Linked DNA regions of Mus musculus: region 1 is linked to region 2. A link is a contact called in public HiChIP or PLAC-seq data. All regions are on one chromosome and are shown on one strand. The core of a region is the stretch at or near the end of the contact, and the rest is flanking DNA. Distances in the headings are between cores, read along the strand shown.

Region 1 (3,879 bases), core at 863-3,362, 50 kb before region 2:
CTCACCCTGGGATGGGCTGAAGGTTGGGAACAGTCTCTCCCTAGAACCTTGTCCTCTCTTCCTGCAGGGACCCCTCATGGTGACTGAAGCTCTCAAGCCTTACTCGAAAGGAGGTCCCCGTGTCTGGTTTGTCTCTAACATTGATGGGACCCACATTGCCAAAACACTGGCCAGCTTGTCCCCTGAGACTTCCCTCTTTATAATCGCCTCCAAGGTATGGCGCTGAGGATGGGGAGGATGGGTGGATTGCCCTGGGCAATGGAGTGTCAGGAAGGATTCTGAGTGAATGGGGCTTTGTGGATCTGGTTAGCACAGCTGCCCTTAGATGCTTTCCATGTCTGGCAGCAAGTGAGGTTTACCTAATAAGAGCCGGAACCTGTTCACTTTGGATTCTTGTCATAGGCAGTACCCACTTTATGTGATCTTTGCCTGTGTGTGTGTGTGTGTGTGTGTGTGTGTGTGTGTGTGTGTCCCCTCAGGGTCTCATACAAGCTAGGTAAGACCTCTACCACTGAACTACATCCTCAGCTCTTTATATTGAGACAGGCTCTCTTTCAGTTATTCGGATAGCCTTGAATTCAAACTGTGGTCCACTTTGAACTTTTGATCTTCCTTCCTTAGTTGCTTAAGTACTTACAGACAGGTCCATGTCACCAGCATGTGTCTGAAACTGCCTTCCCCCCACCGCCCCTAGTTGTGACAGTGTTTCTCTGTGTAGCCTTGGCTGTCTTGGAACTCGGAGGTCTGCAAAGGCTCCTAAGTCCTGGGTGATCTATCTTTCTTTTTCTCTCTTTTTTAATTTTATGTGTATGAGTGTTCCATCTGTATGGACACCTACACGCCATAAAAGGGCATCAGATCCCATTACAGATGGTTGTGAGCCACCATGTGGTTACTGGGAATTGAACTCAGGACCTCTGCAAGACCAGTCAGTGCTCTTAATCACTGAGCCATCTCTCCAGCCCCTGATAACTTCTTTCTCAACAGATACATCTGTTACCTTCTTCTCTCTCCCTCCTCAGGGTTTTTAGGCAGGGTCTTTACTAGCTGGGTGTAATCTCCTCCCTCAGCCCCCTGAGCCCTGGGTATGTAGGCGTGTACCACCACACCTGACATGTTTATTATGCCTCTCTGATTTCAGAGCCTTGGCTTGATAACATAAGGGTTTATTTATTATCCTGTACACCTTGTGTACTGTAATACACGCAAATAATGAGAAGTCCATCTGAGGTCGGTAAGATGGTTCAGCAGGTATAAAGGGGCTTGCCAGCAAGCCAGCTGACCTGGGCTTTGATCCTGGGTCCCACCTGGTGGGGGAGAATTATTCCCAAAAAGTTGTCTCCTCACCTCCACCACATGTGCTGTGGCACTCTTATGCACACACACACACACACACACACACACACACACACACACACACACACTCTCTCTGAATAAATGTAATAAACTTGAAAAATAGGATTTCCATCTGCATTGTGAGGTCCCACCTAGGCTGGAGTAAAGCAAGCTCAGCATAGCTTAGCCCTCTCTGGGAGATGCCTGGGAGTTTCAATGGGGTCCTTCCACGCCTGGGTGTGATGGTAGATTGCTGCTGGACGCGCCGCTGTGACATGTGCATGTGCTTGTGGGTGCCTGTAGTAGGTGTTGCTGATATGCTAGCCAGCAGCCAGTGTACCCTCTGCTGCCCACCCTGGACTGGGCTGACCGCCATACATTCCCTTACAGACCTTCACCACCCAGGAGACCATCACCAATGCAGAGACAGCAAAGGAGTGGTTTCTCGAAGCGGCCAAGGATGTGAGTGGTTGGGGTCTCCTGGAGGTGGTGGTGGTAGGGTGTGTTCTCAGCTCTCCCACAGACAGAGCTTGGTGGGAGGTGTGGTACATGTCCTGTGTCCCCCCCCCCCCCCCCAAGCCTTAACTGCTGAGGTATGAAGGGGAGGAGAGCTTTCAGAGCTTTGGCATTCACAGAACCTGCTCTAAATGTCTAAGGAGCCTTTCTTTCTTTATCCACTTTTAATAGTTTCCATGTTATGACTAAGGATCCTTTCTTTAAGTCCCTTGGCCTTTGGTCCCTTGCCTCTTTGCTCCCAGAAACCACACCCATTTACACTTGGATTCATTTTACTCCTTGGCCCTGTGTGCCTTTGAGGTGGGGATGGGCAGGCTTGTCTGTGGCCCTTATACACCTTTTTTTTTTTCCTGGTTTGTGCCAGGGCAGGGTCTTGCTATGTAGTCCAGGCAGGTCTTGGATTCATGGCAAAGCTCCAGCTCCAGTCTGCTGAGTGTTAGGATTATAGTCCTGTGCCACCATCTTCCTGCCCTCTCGACCTTGACCTTTTGTGGGTTCCTCTAACAGCCTCAGGGCCAAAGAGAGAGAATAGTTAGTCCTGTGTAGAATCTGGTTTTCTCCAGTGGTGGGGCATCCCCACCCTTAGTGGCTCCTCTGGGATGGATTTGGTATAATCTGCTTCCGTCTCTTGTAGCCATCTGCAGTTGCAAAGCACTTTGTCGCCCTGTCTACGAACACGGTAAGTGCTAGTCCTGCATGCCCTCATGGGAAAGCCTGGGCCATGGGAAAACCTCAGTCTCTCAGAATCCACCAAGCTCAGTGGTCTGCTTCGGGGTAGCATCATGGCTGGGGTGCTGGTTTAGAAGGCTCTGTGAGAGCTGATTGGCCTTTCCTGCCGTCTCCATTCAGTCTCTAATCCTGAGGAAGGACAGGCAGTCAGTGGGATAATGTCCCCACCCATCTCCCAGGCCAGGCTGATGCATGACACCCCCTACCCCCACCCCCCCCTTTCCTGGCCTCTGGCACCCTGCCCACATAGGATGTGCAGAAATCTTTTTCCTCTCTAGAGCTGTTAAGTCTGGCAAATGAATGTGCTTTTTTGTTGTTATTGTTGTTTTGTTTTGGAGATGTTTTTTTCTGTATAGCCCTGGCTGTCCTGGAACTTCTCTGTAGACTATGCTGGCCTTAAACTCACAGAAATCCACCTGCCTCTGCCTCTGACTGCTGGGAATAAAGGCCTACACCACCACCATTCACTTTTTTTTTTAATTAATTTATTCTATTCTATGTGTATGTTTGCATATGTGACTATATACCACATGTATATCTTCAGAGATCAGAAGAAAGCATTAGATCCTCTGGGGCTGGAGGTAGGGATGGTTGTAAACCATCCTACTGGGAATTGAACCTGGGTCCTCTCTAAGAACAAACAAGTGCTCTTAACCACTGAGCCAGCTTTCCAGTCTTCGGTGTAACTTCTTTTGAATTAAATGTTTATGATTTTGCAGGTGTGTGTCCATGATATCTGTGGGCACACACACACCATTGGAGGTCGGAGGACAACCTTATGGTTCTCTCCTGCTTCTATTATGTGGGTTCCTGGGATCAAACTCTGATCTCTAGGCTTCTACAGCAAGTGCCTTTACTGTGAGCCATCTACCTAGCCCTAGATAAGAACTTTTTTTGACAGGGACTGACTGTATAGCTCTGGCTATCTTGGATGGCCTCAAACTTACAGAGATCCACTCACATTTGCCTCCTGAGTGCTGGGATTAAGACATTTGCTACATAGCCTGTCACAACTTTTTTCTTTCCTTTTGTTGTTGTTGTTGTTGTTTTTCGAGATAGGGTTTCTCTGTGTAGACCTGGCTATCCTGGAACTCACTCTGTAGACCAGGCTGGCCTCAAACTCAGAAAGCCACCTGCCTCTGCCTCCCAAGTGCTGGGATTAAAGGCATGTGCTATCACTGCCCTGCGACTTTTTTCTTATAATTATTTATTTTAATTTTATGGGGTTGGGTGGGTAGGTATGGGTGTGCATGAGTACGGATGCCCTCAGAGGCCAGAAGAGGGCATGGGATCCCCTGG
Region 2 (3,933 bases), core at 1,336-3,835:
GTCTGTGTCTGTGTCTGTGTCTGTGTGTATGTGTGTGTTCCTGGGTGGGTGGCTGCGCCCTTGTATTCCTCCAGGAGCCAAAGAGGCATAGCAAATCTCACTGCTACAAAAAAAAAAAAAAAACATCCAGTCCCCTGGAAAGGGTGTCTGTTAGGTTAGCTTCTGGATGAGGCTTTTCAGAGGTGGGGCCATTCTGACAGAAAGCTCAGCCTATATACAGGAGTGATCTCCACCCTGGAAAGGCCCTCTTGTCCTTCCTACACTTGCAGCATCTGGGTAGCAGCCTAAGAAATCCTCTAGGCCAGCCTGGGTGTGGTTGGTGAGCCAATCAGCTGCATAGAAAGACAGTTCAAACAGGATTTTTCTCTGTTTTTTGTCTTTAGAGTTACTGTTTTCTTTGGTAAGCATGAACTGAGAATCAGAACCACAGACAGATGCACAAAGATACCAAATATGGTGGGTTCAGTGGTTAAGAGCACTGACTGCCCTTGCAGAGGACCATGCTTTTTTTTTTTAGCATCGTCAAGGTAGCTTACAACCATCTTGAGTTCTGGTTCCAGGAGGTCTGAAGCCCTCTTCTGACCTCTCCAGGCTCCTGCATGCACATGATGCACACGCACACATAAAAATAAAAGCCAGGTGGAGAGCTGGTGAGATGGCTCAGTGGGTAAGAACACTGACCGCTCTTCTGAAGGTCCTGAGTTCAAATCCCAGCAACCACATGGCGGCTCACAACCACCTGTAATGAGATCTGATGCCATCTCCTGGTGTGTCTGAAGACAGCTACAGTGTACTTATTTATAATAATAAATAAATTTCTGGGCTGGAGCAAGCAGGGATGGAGCGAGCAGGGCTGACAAGAGTGAGCAGAGGTCCTAAATTCAATTCCCCAAAACCAGTTGAAGGCTCACAATTATCTGTACAGCTACAGTATATACACATACATAAAGTAAATAAATAAATCTTAAAACAAAACAAAACAAAACAAAACTGTTGGGCGGTGGTGGTGCATGCCTTTAATCCCAGCACTTGGGAGGCAGAGACAGGCGGATTTCTGAGTTTGAGGCCAGCCTGGTCTACAAAGTGAGTTCCAGGACAGCCAGGACTATACAGAGAAACCCTGTCTCGATGAAAACAAACAAACAAACAAAACCCTAGGTGGAAAGTGATAGAGTATGATACCCAGAATTCTCCTCTAGCCTGCAGCTGCCAGTGGCCATGGGTTACTGGGTTCCTGAAAGGAAAGCTGGGGATGGATGGGAAGGATGACTAGAGAAATAACAAGCCAAGGCAAAGTTCTCTGAACAAGGCTCAATATAGTCTTAAATTTAAAGGGGGGAGACCCATCCCCCACTTTGTCAGGATCACCTCAGGAAAGCAAGCTCAGCTGTTCTGCAGGTAGCTTCTTGCAGGAAGCTGCAGATGTGGCAGACAAAAGACTTCACCTAGGTCAGAAGACTCCACCCTGGGTGGGCTAGCCTACTGTGGCAGAAACCGGTCTGATTCAGCCAGCTCAAGGCTGGGGGGAAGGGCACACTAGCCTCCACATGTAGTGTGTGTACATGTGGCAGACACACAGGAAACAGTCTCATAACTGATGCTGACTGTACCGGAGTCAGCGTGAATCAGAGAACTTCTTTACAGTCAGTTCCAAGACAGAAAAGTAGAGGAAAATTAGTGTTTCTGTGACCTGATTTCCATCTGAGGCATTCTAGCTCCATGGCTTATCCTCAGAGTGTTACCAGCCATGAATGATTGACAAACAATGGTCAACAGAAGCAAGAGCGTTAGCAGTCATGAGTGGTTGACAAAAGCCACAGTATATTTCATCAATTTGGTGGGTGCAAAAATAATAGCAGTTTTTGCATTGCTGAAAATTTTAATATTGGAATATAGTTGTAAGGTTTATTGTTATTTTTTGTTATGTGTATGAGAATGTATTTGTGAGGATGTAAGCAGTATGTGTGTCTGTTTTCCTGCTGAGGCCAGAAGAGTGTGTTAGATCCCTAGTAGGTGGAGTTACAGGTAGTGTTGAGCTGCCTAATATGAATGCTGACAGCTGAACTCAGGTCCTCTGCAGTAGCAGTATGTGCGCTTAACCTCTGGGCCATCGGTCCAGCTCATGGAGTATATTGATAAATGTGGCTATGTTGTATGTCGTTTAATATGTGTTTCCTGCTTTTTTTTCTTTCTTTCTTTTGTTTTTTCGAGACAGGGTTTCTTCTCTGTGTAGCCCTGGCTGTCCTGGAACTCACTCTGTAGACCATGCTGGCCTCGAACTCAGAAATCCTCCTCGTGTGCCACCACTTCCCGGCCGGGTCATAGCTTTTTTAACCTTTAAATAAAGAGCTTTTGTTGGGAATTCAAACCGAGGTCTTTAGAAGGTGACCCTAGGCATCTCAGGCTGAGAGCTGGTTTGTGTTCCTCTGGAATTGTGTGAGAAGTAATCCCAGGACTCAGGGTGTCGCCTGAGCCCATCCCGGGGCGGGATGGCGGCCGCACTGCGCAGGAGCGGAAGCTGCGCTGCCCTTCCCCCACCGACTTCCGGCTGCCGCTCTGGTTCTCCCGCCTCCGACTGTGAGGCGGCTCGTAGACGTCCCGCCATGGCACTGTCGCGGGGGTTGCCCCGGGAGCTGGCCGAGGCGGTGTCCGGCGGCCGGGTGCTGGTGGTTGGCGCGGGTGGGATCGGCTGTGAGCTGCTCAAGAACCTGGTGCTCACTGGCTTCTCCCACATCGACCTGGTGAGGCCCGGGCTCCGGGTGAATGGCGGTCTGCCTGCGGGGCCCGGTTCCGGGCGGGAGTCAGGGCGGCGCGGCCCGAGAGGCCTGGGGTTAGGATCACCGTGCGGGAAGCGGGTTGGTGGGACGCGGGACTCCGGCTCTCCGGACCTCCTGTTCGCGGCCCTCGGCTCCCTGGGCCTGCGCGCGCCGCCTCCCGAGGCAGTTTCCCCAGTTACACTGGGATGCAAGAAGAGACCCTGTAGATGCTGTGACTTTAATTCAAATATTCTCCAACTTAAAATAACGATCCCGCGGCCGAGCGGTTTGCAGCCACCAGCCACAGCACGCCGGGCGTGCACACGTGCATTCATTCCCGAGTCTGCCACCGGCCCTCAGGTTGCAAGTGCTGTCTGCATCCCGTTTTATTTTTAACAGATGAGGAAAGTGAGACGCTATGAGGTTGAGTAACTTACCCTGGGGGCACGCCGTAAGTGGCTGGTTAGACTCCTTGGGGCTCGCGCTCCTCTGGTCTGGGCATCGTGCAGATCCGTGTTTATGTCATTATAGATACTCCCTGGGGTTTGCAGGATTGGGTGACAGACTGTAATCCGTGCATCGAGAGACTGTAGAACTGGAAGTTTGAGGTCCGCTTGGGCTACGTAGCAACATCTTACCCAAGAAATTAAAAAAAAATTTTTTTTTTTGGTTGTCAGGATTCTTAAGTTTTGCGTTAGCGTAATGTGCAATGACAGGAAACCCCTGTAATTTGTGAATGTGTTGGAGATATTATATGAACCTTGGATGTGAATTGAAGATGCCTTAAGGTTTAACAGAAACACGGGATGAAATTGCAGGTGTCAGGGTTTCAGCTGAGGCAGAATTGGAGGGAAACATTCTTCATTGGTCAGGCTTCACACCCAGTTTTGGTCCATAGAAAATAGTATAATCCATAATATGCTAGTGACGCTTGATGCTATTTTAAGAGTAGATTTTTCAATAGACAGGAGTGAATTGAAAAAGTAAATGCTTGTTCTCTGTTTTAATTTTCTTTGGTTAAATTTTTATAGTGAACTTTGAAGTACAAATGAATATTTCAATGATTATGTTCCATAATTTTCCCATACTACTCTAAACTTTAGAATGTTTGATGATGAGAACATTTTGTTGCTTATGTAAGTTTGTTGAAATAGAATGTAAATGATGTTAATTCTTT

What was found. HiChIP or PLAC-seq counts read pairs in DNA pulled down with a chosen protein or histone mark.
Region 1: a contact with region 2 is called in an H3K27ac HiChIP or PLAC-seq map of embryonic stem cells, with 10 read pairs. The contact joins the enhancer-like site here to the promoter of Uba2 in region 2. A contact is called at or near these places in 11 of 39 promoter capture datasets (the C10 cell line, the HPC-7 cell line, cranial neural crest and 5 more), 59 of 484 Hi-C or Micro-C datasets (the C10 cell line, CD4 T cells, CD8 T cells and 21 more), 17 of 115 datasets of contacts at active chromatin or transcription factors (CD8 T cells, the SCID.adh cell line, bone marrow-derived macrophages and 6 more) and 3 of 9 other capture datasets (adipose tissue, liver and pancreatic islet).

What each region holds. Positions count from the first base shown.
Region 1 is chr7:34,216,949-34,220,827 of GRCm38.p6, reverse strand. Gpi1 (glucose-6-phosphate isomerase 1) reads left to right here. Exons shown (of 18, transcript NM_008155.4): 6 at 68-214; 7 at 1,726-1,797; 8 at 2,486-2,530. Among named protein-coding and RNA genes, the nearest start is that of Gpi1, 11 kb to the left of the region's middle. Within about 2 kb of position 2,112, at least 9 of the 459 cell types and tissues checked have an H3K27ac peak or open chromatin away from gene starts, as enhancers often do. A contact at or near this core is called in embryonic stem cells and intestinal villus epithelium, where this site is marked.
Region 2 is chr7:34,167,181-34,171,113 of GRCm38.p6, reverse strand. It overlaps Uba2 (ubiquitin-like modifier activating enzyme 2), which reads left to right and starts at 2,585. Exons shown (of 17, transcript NM_016682.2): 1 at 2,585-2,741. The coding sequence starts at 2,604.